2 separate regions of the Sus scrofa genome follow, and region 1 is linked to region 2. The links are chromatin contacts, called in public HiChIP or PLAC-seq maps. All regions are on one chromosome and are shown on one strand. Each heading gives the region's core, a stretch centred on a gene start, on an enhancer-like site or on the middle of the called end of the contact. The rest is flanking DNA. Distances are from core to core; before and after follow the strand shown.

Evidence for each region. HiChIP or PLAC-seq counts read pairs in DNA pulled down with a chosen protein or histone mark.
Region 1: an H3K27ac HiChIP or PLAC-seq map of alveolar macrophages shows a contact between it and region 2. The contact joins two enhancer-like sites. A contact is called at or near these places in 1 of 47 Hi-C or Micro-C datasets (embryonic fibroblasts) and 1 of 2 datasets of contacts at active chromatin or transcription factors (alveolar macrophages).

Annotation. Positions count from the first base shown.
Region 1 is chr6:95,796,746-95,802,623 of Sscrofa11.1, reverse strand. No RefSeq gene overlaps it. Among named protein-coding and RNA genes, the nearest start is that of CAP1, 12 kb to the left of the region's middle. Within about 2 kb of position 2,168, at least 13 of the 83 cell types and tissues checked have an H3K27ac peak or open chromatin away from gene starts, as enhancers often do. A contact at or near this core is called in alveolar macrophages, where this site is marked.
Region 2 is chr6:95,634,973-95,640,902 of Sscrofa11.1, reverse strand. TRIT1 (tRNA dimethylallyltransferase, mitochondrial) reads left to right here. Exons shown (of 9, transcript XM_021095994.1): 8 at 157-274; 9 at 2,489-5,930. The coding sequence ends at 2,667. Among named protein-coding and RNA genes, the nearest start is that of BMP8B, 39 kb to the right of the region's middle. Within about 2 kb of position 1,377, at least 16 of the 83 cell types and tissues checked have an H3K27ac peak or open chromatin away from gene starts, as enhancers often do. A contact at or near this core is called in alveolar macrophages, where this site is marked.

The DNA of each region.
Region 1 (5,878 bases), core at 919-3,418, 160 kb before region 2:
CGTGTTCCTGCTGTGTGCAATGGGTTGAGAATATGCAGCAGCTTCGGTCACTGCAGAGGCACAAGTTTGATCCCCAGCAGGGGGTTAAAGGAGCCAGCATTGCTGCAGCTGTGGCGTAGGTTGCAGATGCGGCTTAGATTCAATCCCTGGCCCAGAAACTTCCATATGCTGCAGGTGTGGTCACTAAAAAATAATAATAGTTTTTGAAGTATTTTTTTTTTTTTCTTTAGGGCCACACCTGCAGTATATGGAAGCTCCCAGGCTAGGGGTCCAATTGGAGCTGTAGCTGCCAGCCTATGCCACAGCCACAACAACCCTAGATCTGAGCCACATCTTCGACCTATACCACAGCTCTCAGCAACACCAGATCCTTAACCCACTGAGTGAGGGCAGGGATTGGGCCTGGATCCTTATGGATATTAGTTGGGTTCTGAACATGCTGAGCCACAATGGGAACCCCCTGCCATGCTTTTATGTAAGCTCTAGATTCTTGGCAGTCTTGCTTCAAATGTGCTGACACTGGACAGTGTGTCAGTAAATCACCACAAGATGGCAGCCTTGCTAACACTGGCTTCACTGAGTACAGTAATCCATCCACTCCTTCAAGTAGGAAGGGGTAGACAAGATTTCTAATAAGACTTTAATCTTAAAAAAAAAAGACTTTAATCTTATTTATTTCACATTGAAAGCCTACTAAATATCTATCCTATTACTATTTTTTTTCAGTACTCACAAAAGTATAGTCCTGTTTGCAGATGAGAAAACTGAGTTGAATATAGTTAACTAACCTGAAGTTAGGACTTAGAATTGAAACCAGTTTTTTTTTCCTTTTTTTTTTTTGCTTTATAGGGCCGCACCCGCGGCATATGGAGATTCCCAGGCTAGGGGTCTAATCGGAGCTGTAGCCACCGGCCTACACCAGAGCCACAGCAACGCAGGATCTGAGCCGCGTCTTCGACCTACACCACAGCTCACGGCAACGCCGGATCCTTAACCCACTGAGCAAGGCCAGGGATCGAACCCACAACCTCATGGTTCCTAGTCGGATTCGTTAACCACTGCGCCACGACAGGAACTCCTGAAACCAGTTTTTTGACTCTGGTTCTCTCTCTAATACACAGGTGAATCACAAGCTTCGGTATTGTTATTTAAGGGTTTTTGGTTTTTAAAAATTACAAGGAGTTCCCGTCGTGGCTCAGTGGAAACGAATCTGACTAGCCTCCATGAGGATGACGTTCGATCCCTGGCCTCACTCAGTGGGTTAAGGATCCGGTGTTGACGTGAGCTGTGGTGTAGGTCACAGACGAGGCTGGGATCTGACATTGCTGTGGCTGTGGCATAGGTTAGTGGCTACAGCTCTGATCTGACCCCTAGCCTGGGAACCTCCATATGCCTTGGGTGTGGCCCTAAAAAGACAAAGAAACCAAAAAAAAATTACAAGTAACAGAAAACCAACTTGAGCCATAATGACAACAATACAACAAAGCATTTGGGAGTGTTACATGGAAATCTAAACAGAAATGATGTTCCAGCTTTAAAAGAGAGAATCGGGCCAGGAACTGGAAAGCCTTCAGGACATGGGGAGGAGGATAGGAAAATGGGGTAGGGAAAGGGAAAGGGAGAGCTGGGGAGATTAATTTCTGCCCCATCCTGCATTCAACCAGAATAGCCCCATTTAAATGCATTTCACAGAGTGGGGTCCTATGCCAGGTTCTATTTGAAGAATAAGGATTAGATATATTAGATGATGATTTTTAAACCACTAGCATGGTGTATGAAGCCATCCCCACATTGTTGGACATTTAGGGGCTCTTGGCTTTTTCTGATTTTTCACTCTAATAAGTAAAATCGTGATGAATATTCTTTCATATTGTACTAGGCAGTACACGACATCATTGAGTACTTCCGTTTCCCCTGGCCCTTATAACTTCCCTTTAGGGAACAAAGGCAGAGGTGGGAGAGGGGGTTACAGCTCCAGGCAATTCTAGCCTGTGCTAACTTGGGCTTCCCTGATTGTCAGCCAGTCCAGAAATACTTAGTGAGCATCTAAGTACAGGTTCAACTGCAACGGTAAATAAAATCTATCATAATGGAGCTGGTAGGGAAAACAGACATGAAACAGATACTCTCCTAAATGACTGCAACAACCACAGGCAAATGCTGCCAAGGAGAAGTTCAGAAGGTTAAGAAAACACACAACTGAGAGAGCTGACTTAATCAGTGGAGTTAGGGCAGGCTGCCCCAAGGAAGGGTTATTTAATCTGAGATTTGAAGGATGAGTGAGAGCCAGACGAATAGAATGGAGAAGAGTTGTTTGAGTAGAAAGGGTGAAGGCTCAAATGTGAGAGAATCTTGGTAGGTTCAAGGGATTGAGAGCAGATCAGTTGACTGGCCACAGAAAAGAAAGGGAAGTGATAGGAGATCGAGGTGAAAGATAAGCACGGTCCAGATCAGGCAAAGTCTTATGAGCTATATTAAGGATTGTGCAATATACTTCAAGGGTATGGAAATCATTGGAAAACTTTTAAATTTTATTTTATTTTATTTGCTTTTTTAGGGCCACATATGGAGGTTCCCAGGCTAGGGTTCAAATTGAGTTACAGCTGCTGGCCTACACCACAGCCACAGCTACATGAGATCTAGGCCACATCTGCGACCTACACCACAGCTCATGGCAATGCTGGATCCCCGACCCACTGGGTGAGGTCAGGGATTGAACCCTCATTCTCATGGATACTAGTCGGATTCATTTCTCCTGAGCCACAGTGGGAACTCTCAGAAAACTTTATTGTTATTATTATTATTATTTTGACTTTCATCTTTTTAGGGCCTCACCCTTGGCATATGGAGGTTCCCAGGCTAGGGGCCAAACTGGAGCTGTAGCTGCGGCCTACACCACAGCCACAGCAATGCCATATCCGAGCAGCGACTGCGACCTACACCACAGCTCACTGGCAATGCTGGATCCTTAACCCACTGAGCAAGGCCAGGAATCGAACTCGCAACCTTGTGGTTCCTAGTCAGATTCGTTTCTGCTGAGCCACCACGGGAACCCCCTGGAAAACTTTAAATTGAGGAAGTACAGTCTTATTTGTGTTTGAGCAAGAACATAGCATGGAGGACCAAAGTGGATAGAAGAGGGGCAGCAGATAGAGGTGGGGGCTGATGCAAAAGTCCAGGCAAAGAGTTCCTGTCGTGGCGCAGTGGTTAACGAATCCGACTAGGAACCATGAGGTTGTGGGTTCAATCCCTGGCCTTGCTCAGTGGGTTAAGGATCTGGCGTTGCTGTGACCTGTGGTGTAGGTTGCAGATGCGGCTTGGGTCCCGCATTGCTGTGGCTGTGGCCAGTGGCTACCGCTCCGATTCAATCCCTAGCCTGGGAACCTCCATATGCTGTGAGAGTGGCCCAAGAAATGGCAAAAAGACGGAAAAAAAAAAAAAATCCAGGCAAGAGATAATGAGGGCTTGGACTACAGTGGCTGCAGTAGATGAAAAGAAATGGACAGATTTAAGAGTGAGGATCTAAGAGGTAGAAATCATGGCAGGTAGCGATTGATGTGTCTGGAGGTATGTGTAAGAGAGGGTGAGTAGTCAAGACTATTGGTTTTGTGGCTTGAGCAGTTGGGTAGACGGTATTTCCTTATAGAGACTGGAAACACTGGAGGAAGAGTAACTTTGTTGGGGAAAGTGATGACTTCTGTTTGGACATGTTCTGTTTGTGGTATCTGCAGGCTTTCCCAAATTTGCAAGTAGATATACGGAACTGGAGCTCAGAAAGACAAGCCTGGCCAGGAGCTATTGGTTTAGGAATCCTAGAATTGATGGAGTACACAGTGAGACAAGAAAAGGGTCATTCAGAGCTACTGAGGATCTACATTGATAGTGAATTAGAAGAGAAGCCAGAAAAGGAGACTCAGAAGGGGCAACCAGAAGAGTAGCAGTAAAGCAGAAAAATACATGGTTCAAAAAAGTCAAAGGAAAAGGAGATCTCCCCCCACCCCGGCCCCGCCCATGGCTCAGCGGTAATGAACCGGACTAGTATCCCTGAGGACTCAGGTTTGATCCCTGGTCTCACTCAGTGAGTTAAGGGTCCGGTGTTGTGGTGAGCTGCGGTGTAGGTCCCATGTGGCTTGGATCCTGTGTTGCTGTGGCTCTTGGGATAGCCCAACAGCTGTAGCTCCAATTCAACCCCTAACCTGGGAACTTCTGTAACTTCCATATGCCTTGGGTGCAGCCCTAAAAAGCAAAAAGAAAAAAAAAAAAAAAGAAAAAAAGATAGAAAATGAATGTTTCAAAAAGGCAGTGGACACCTGTAGAGTGATTGGATAAAAAGAGGATGGCAAACTGTCCACTGGATTTAGAAATATGGTGGCCATTGGTGATACTATCAACATCAATTTTGCAGAGTGGTAGCAGATAGAGATTAGCTAGGAGTGGATGACAAGTGGGAGGTGAGAAAATGGAGACAGCAGTGTGGGTCACTCTGGAAAATTCTGCTCTGAAAGGAGGCAGACGAAAGGGATTGGAAGGGGACATTCATTCATCCAGTTCTTACAGCTAAAGATTGTGGAGTCATGTTCAATTCTTCTTTTTCCCACATATCCTGCTTCCAATACATCAACAAAGCTTGCTGGCTCTAACTTCAAAATACATTCTGGGAATTCCCTTTGTGGCTCAGCGGTAACAAACCCAACTAGTATCCATGAGGATGTAGGTTCAATCCCTGGCCCTGCTCAGTTAGTTAAGGATTTAGTGTTGCCGTGAGCTGCGGTATAGGTTGCAGATGTGGCTTGGACTTGGCGTTGCTGTGGTGCGGGCTGGAGGCTACAGCTCTGATTTGACCCCTAGCCTGGAAACTTCCATGTGCTCGGTGCGGCCCTAAATAAAATGTGTATATGTGTATTCTGAATCTCCCCAATTACCATTTTTTCCACTGCTACCTACTCAAAACCACCATTCTCTCTTGCCTGGGCTATCTTAAGAGCCTCTTAATTTATCTCCTAACTGGCCTCTCCCTCACACCCCTTCCCTATATAGCAGATCTGTAAATTAAAGAGGCAAGTTGTTTCTCCCCCCGCCCCCCACATCACACATACCATAGTGGGAAAGGCACAGCAAAACCTCTATAGCCATCCCTCCTTCAAAAGGAGGAAAAGCAGGAGGTACACAACAAAGCCAGTTCCGAAAAGCTTGTTGGATTAGAGCTTAGCCCGACTGCCTGAGAGTCATTTTTGTTCACTGTGGTTTTTGGCCCCAGTGTCTGGGCTCTTGGTTCCACCCTGTGAATCAGCCTTCCTTTTCCAAAAGAAAATTGAGTTTGCAACTGAGTAGCCTTCTCAGTTGGCTATAAAAGGGATGCAAAATCCTCTTTTCATTTTGTTCTATGTGCCTGTTAGTCTGAGCTGACGATGCTTCTGCCAGAATAAGTCCCTTAAAGGTTTTGTGGGGTTTTTAATGCACCAATTTTTGACTCACTCCATTCAACAAAAGCCACGCCCACCACTCTGAGATAAGCTCTTTACCTTGGACTCCCCGAGACACTGATGTGGCCAAACATCCTTAAAATCTTTGGAGAAACTCCTTTTTTTTTTTTTTTGTCTTTTGTCCTTTTAGGGCCATACTCACAGCATATGGAGGTTCCCAGGCTAGGGGTCTACTCAGAGCTGTAGCCACCGGCCTATACCACAGCCACAGCAATGCCAGACCCGAGCTGCATCTGCCACCTACACAACAGCTCACAGCAATGCCAGATCCTTGACCCACTGAGCGAGGCCAGGGATCGAACCCGAAAACTCATGGGTCCTAGTTGGATTAATTTCCACTGCACCACAATGGGAACTCCTGGAGAAACTTTTATCTGACAAGGTTCTATGAGATT
Region 2 (5,930 bases), core at 128-2,627:
AGAAAGGTTGTTGTTAAAATCTGTTCACAGCCCACCTGCTCTCTGGGATGAGAAAAAGGAATCTTGGGAAAATCTCACTCCTCTTAATATCAGAGAATGATATCCAGATCTCTTTGAATCAAATGCTTCTCCCCCATCCCTGCCTTGTTTTTTCAGGGCCACAAGCCTGCAGCCACTCCAGTAAATATGCCAAGCAGTGAAACTGAGAACAAGAGGAGTTATCACATGTGTGACCTCTGTGACCGAATCATCATTGGGGACCGTGAATGGGCAGGTAGAGTCTGGGGTGGGGCACAGAAAAATCTGTAAGGGCGGGTCACACTGACTTCATGAAATTTAAGGTCTTTGCTGGATTGAATGCTGGAGTCTCCTTGTTTGTCTATAAAAAGATGGCCAGATTCCTCTAAGAGCCTATGTTCAAATTTCATGGAGGCCTTCTCAAAAGGGAGAGTTATCTCTCTATTCTGAATTTCCAAAGAAGATCATATGCCCTCCAGCTTCGGCTGGAGTCGATAATTTATAGTGAAAGGTCTGCTGTTACCCTTCCAGAGCTCCTTTGACTTTCACAATCCTGCTGTAGGGGAGGAGTTTCTTGGCCTCTCCTGTTTAGACCTTGATGGAGGTGAAGTTGGATTGTAAGGGAAGCCAGGCAACTCACCCGAGAGACCAAAGAAGCAGAAACAGCTGGGAGGGAACGGGAAGTGCAGTTATTCCTCCTGAGTACATTCTTCAAAGGTGGTGTCTCTTCAGTAATTTTAAAGTAATACATTGAAATGGTGTTGGTGGCTAAACCCGTGATGAAGAAAACATTCAGAGCAAGACGGTCAGACATGCATAAAGAAGGCAGTCTCTCTTCTTCATAAGGCGCTCCTGACCAGCCCAGGATCGGCCCTGTGCCAAGGTCCTAGTTCCCCATTTCAGAGTCTGGATCTGTCTTTGCCACAGAATCACACTGCACTCCCCTGTCAGATTTCTACAGTCATCCAGCCAAAGTCCAAAAGGGCCTTGGCCTCCAAGCCTTGAATTTACGTGGTGTTTAGAAACTTGTTTAAGGCTCACTCCTTTGGGCACAAGTAGGACTTGTATTTTACTCAGTGGCTGGAATCCTCCTGTTCAGAGGACTGGTTTGCATGATATTCTCACAGAAGTAGATTTTTCTCCCTCTACCAACCAATAGAAGGATTAGTTCTATTAACTGTTAACTCTGGCAGAATGAACCACATTGTCAGCTGGGGGAGGGCTGTGATTGCCCAAGAAGCAAAAGAAGCCTCGATTATGGTTGGTTTATAATGATGAAAGGGGAAGAGAAAGAGAGTGTCTGATTGTTTTTTCTAAAGGAAACTTAGTGGTTTGATTTGTCGAATGTCCTTCAGGGACAGCCTCAGAGAAGCAACATTTGTGAGCCTTTGTGAGCTGAGCTTGTGTAAGCCCTTCTATAGTGCCATCTGTCAAGTCCTTGCTCCCATCTCCTGCTGCCATGGAGAGCCAGTCCAGAAGGCCATTTTTTGCCTTAGGCTCTAGCTAGAGAACAAAGCTGACTTCTTCCCTCAAGTAAACTTTTCTTTGACTTCTTACCTCTTCCTTACCTACTTTTGCTTCTGAATCCCTACGAATGATGTTTTAACTATGTATACAAGAGAATTTAATCTCATTGTCTTTCTCTTTAGGTGTTTCCAAATAAGATTTCCTTGAAAAGGAGCAGGATAGCAAAAAGGAGCTTCTGTGAGTTAGCCAGAAGCTGGGAACTGTTTTGGGGGTGAGAGGTCAAAAATTGATATCAGCCAATAGTAGCTTTTCAGCTTTACTGCTTCTGTGGACTCTTGAAAGGGATCATCAGAGCAGACAGTGTATTTGTCGTCATCTCTCTGATGCATTGTGTGCTGGAGAACGAGTCTGGGTTAGTCATGCACAGGGCTTATGTGACCCAGGCCCGAGGATGTCAGACCTGGAGGGGCAACCTGAGTGAGCTGGTAAGAGATGGGAAGGGATGCTCTGGCTACTGTAGGCCTAAGCATCTGTCCTGCAGTACAGACAAGAATTTGAATTTGTAACTTGGTTGAGCCATGTGAGTAGAAATGTGTCTGTAATAGGCAGCCCCATATGGGAAAATTAGTCTAAAGCCCTATTTTTTGAAAATTCGGTCTCTTTTTAAGCTATAGGTAACCTAAAGAGCCTACCTGCTGTGTGACCTTGGACTTCAGTCTCTTCCTATATAAAATGAGCCGAATAATACTGTCCTGCAAGATTGTAGTGTGAATTAGTGATATAGAGTGCTTAGCAGGTGTACAGGATACGTGGCAGCTCACTCTAGTTTGCTAGCCAGCTGTCCATATGATTTATTCTTCTCTTAAAAATGCTAAGCAGCTATGGCTGTACAAATTATTGTGTTGATCCTATTATTGTTAAAGGATTCTGTAGTTAATTTCGCATGCTTCCAAAATTGTAGAAAATTCTAAATTTTTTTCTTTTTCTTTTGGTTTTGTCTTAGCGCATATGAAATCCAAGTCCCACTTGTACCATCTGAAGAAAAGAAGAAGGCTGGACACAGATGCCATCGCCACTATAGAAAGTCAGAGTATTTCCCCAGGCCATGATAAAGAGCATAAAGAAAAGGGACCCCTAAGGCAGAATGATCAGAACGATGAAGAGCTGAAATCCTGCATTTAAGGGACTTGTCCAGTGGCTTTTGGAAAGGTGGTAGGGGTCCAGTTCTCTCATTCAGTGGTGTGTTTTTTTTTTGTTTGTTGTTTTGTTTTTTGTCTTTTTGCCTTTTCTAGGGCAGCTCCCACTGCATATGGAGGTTCCCAGGCTAGGGGTCTAATCGGAGCTGTAGCCACCGGCCTACGCCAGAGCCACAGCAACGTGGGATCTGAGCCGCGTCTGCAACCTACACCGCAGCTCACAGCAACACCGGATCCTTAACCCACTGAGCGAGGCCAGGGACCGAACCCGCAACCTCATGGTTCCTAGTTGGATTCTTTAACCACTGTGCCACAACAGGAACTCTATCAGTGGTGTGGTTTTAAAGTCTCATGTTCTCTGTCATGGAAACAGCAGGTCTTGTTAGCTCCTTGTGTGGCTGATGTGTCTGGTCTGGTAATGATGAATTCGGGAAGGGATTTTTTTTGTTTGTTTTTTTCTTCTAACCTTAAAGGTTCTATTTTTAAAAGAGGCACAGATTGCACTTTTTTACACTTGATCTTTTTGGTGATGAATACCAGGATTCACTGCATCCCTTAAAAAAAAGAAGTTTTATGTCCCTGACTCTGGCTAGAAATATCTAATTTCCAGACACTTTAATAGATGACTGAGTTATTATGAGCCACAATTCAGGAGTTGTGGATTTGAGTGAATGGCAGGAAAGGATCAGCCCCCGTGAGATAATTAAGTGAACCAAACCAGTTTTTGGAATTCCTTCGAGAAGGAGAGAATCAGACTGAAGTGGTTGTGACATGGAACTTGAAAACTGAGGACTTTGACATTTGTTGAGCTCCTCCTATGTGGTAATCACTACTCTCTATTGAGTTAGGAATTTTTATTTTTATTGAAAGTTAAATAAAGGAAAAGTTTGCAAGAGCCTCTCTAGGCCTTAAAAAGATGTTTATATTCATATCTAACAATGTGCTTTGTTTTAAACCTGAGATTTTTTTTCTCAAAGTTGACATTCTTTCATTTTTTTTTTTTGGCTGTGCACACGGCATGCGGAAGTTCCTGAGCCAGGGATCAAACCCATGCCGCAGCAGTGCCAGTGCCGGATCCTTAACCTGCTGCACCACAAGGGAACTCAAAAGTTGACATTTTTTATATGCTGTCTATTTATTTATTTAGCACATGTTTAATGAGCACTTCCTACATTCCTGGAAGACATCAGAGGGTCTTTTACTGGAGATTTATTATTTCCAGTTGAAGCCCTCTTACTGGAGTGACCTGAGGTACCAGCAATGTGAGTACACATATATGAGTACAACATAAAATTAAGCATTTTTAAGTTTGCAACTCAGCAGCATTTATGTTGTGCAACCAAAACTTTTTCATCATCCGCAACAGAAACTCTGAACCCATTAAGCAATAATATCCCACTCAAGCAGTGTTTTATTTGTGCAGAATCTACTACATGAGAGGCCCCTAAGTAGGCTAAAGGGAATACAAAGATAAAATGAAATATGGTTCTTGCTTTCAGGGAGCTTGTAAATATTGTATATATGCACAAACAACAGATTTAGCTAAGAGAATATCAAAGGCCATAAGAGCTGTGTAGAATTTCACTTTGGAGGGAAGTGAGAGGGATCATGGAAGGAGCGTTTCTTTTTCTTTTCTTTTTTTTAGGGCCACACCCACAGTATATGGAAGTCCCCAGACAGGGGTTGGATTGGAGCTGCAGCTGCCAGCCTACACCACAGCCACAGCAATGTTGGATCCTTTAACTCACTGAGCGAGAACAGGGATCGAACCTGCATCCTCATGGATACTAGTTGAGTTCATTTCTGCCGAGCCACAGTGGGCAGAAGAGCCTTTTAAAATAAATAATGAACGCATTTCTTCCCCTTACTCAAAAGATAACAAATACCACATATTGTCTTCATTTGTTACTTTACCTGTTGGCAATGCCTGAGTGTGCATGGGTTTCTGCTGCCTCTGGCAGGTCTCCTGTTTCTGTTCTTTACCACTCTCTAGACAGTCCCCCTGTCGACCCCAGGCTATAAGCAGGGTACTCTCACTTTTGCACACTGAACTTCATTCAGATGCTGGGGTTAGGCCAAAACCAGCCTCTGAGGAATTGTCAAGCTATGGCCAGCCCTTTCAGCCAGCCAGCAGATATTTGAGAACTTCTTATGTGCTAGGTGCTGTGCTAGACTATGGGAATTCAAAGATCAAAAAAGTGCACACTGATCAGACAATTACAGAATTACAGCTGTGATAAGGGCTACAAAGAAAGGACACTTACTCTGAACTGAGGTAATCCACAGCCCTGCCCTCCCTTGGTATGTGGGAGTGTGTGTGTATGTTGGGGGGAGGGGGTGTCGAGGTGCAGCATGGCACCACATGATGATGGGGCAGGAGTCTTGGGACCAAGGTGTACATGGTAAAATGTGATCTGGACAGGTGGGCTTCTTGGCTTGGCTTCAGTGGCTTCTCCTCCACCAGTCTGTGATGTCCTAGGCACCTTTAGCAAACCTCACTCAACTGCCAAATCTCATACCACATGTCATTTGAGAGCGGGAAAGGATCAGCCTTGGGCATTTGGTTCAACCTGGAGTAAGGCTATACCCTCTGGCCTCAAACAATCCCTAGACAGGCAGAGCCAGGTACCCACAGTCTCCAGTCCACGGCAGTGCTATGTAAATGGCTTTGGTAATTGATTCCAGCACTTGGAAAGCTATTGGTCCATTTGCCTCTGTTGGTAAAAACCTTTTTTCCCTCAGTTTGCTTGAGAGATAATTGACAAAATAACAATCTTGACTAGACCTTAGATACTTCTAGTTCAGACATTGCTGTTCTAAGTGTGTGGGAATGGAGTTCCCATTGTGGCTCAGCAGAAATGAAGCTGACTAGCATCCATGAGAGCGAGGGTTTGATCCCTGGCCTCGCTCAGTGGGTTAAGGATCCGGCATTGCTAAAGCTGTGGTGTAGGCCAGCAGCTGCAGCTCCAGTTCAACCCCTAGCCTAGGAACTTCCATATGCTGCGGGTGTGGCTCTAAAAGAAGAAAAGTATGTAGGAGATACTTTGACTCTGGAAAGAAAGGTGGATTTTTAGTCTTTAAAATATTTCGTGGAGTTCTCGTCATGGCTCTGTGGTTAACGAATCCAACTAGTATGTACCTGTGAGGATGCAGGTTCAATCTCTGGCCTCGCTCAGTGGGTTGGGGATCCGGTGTTGCCATGAGTTGTGGTGTAAGTTGCAGATGCAGCCTGGATCCTGCAGTGCTGTG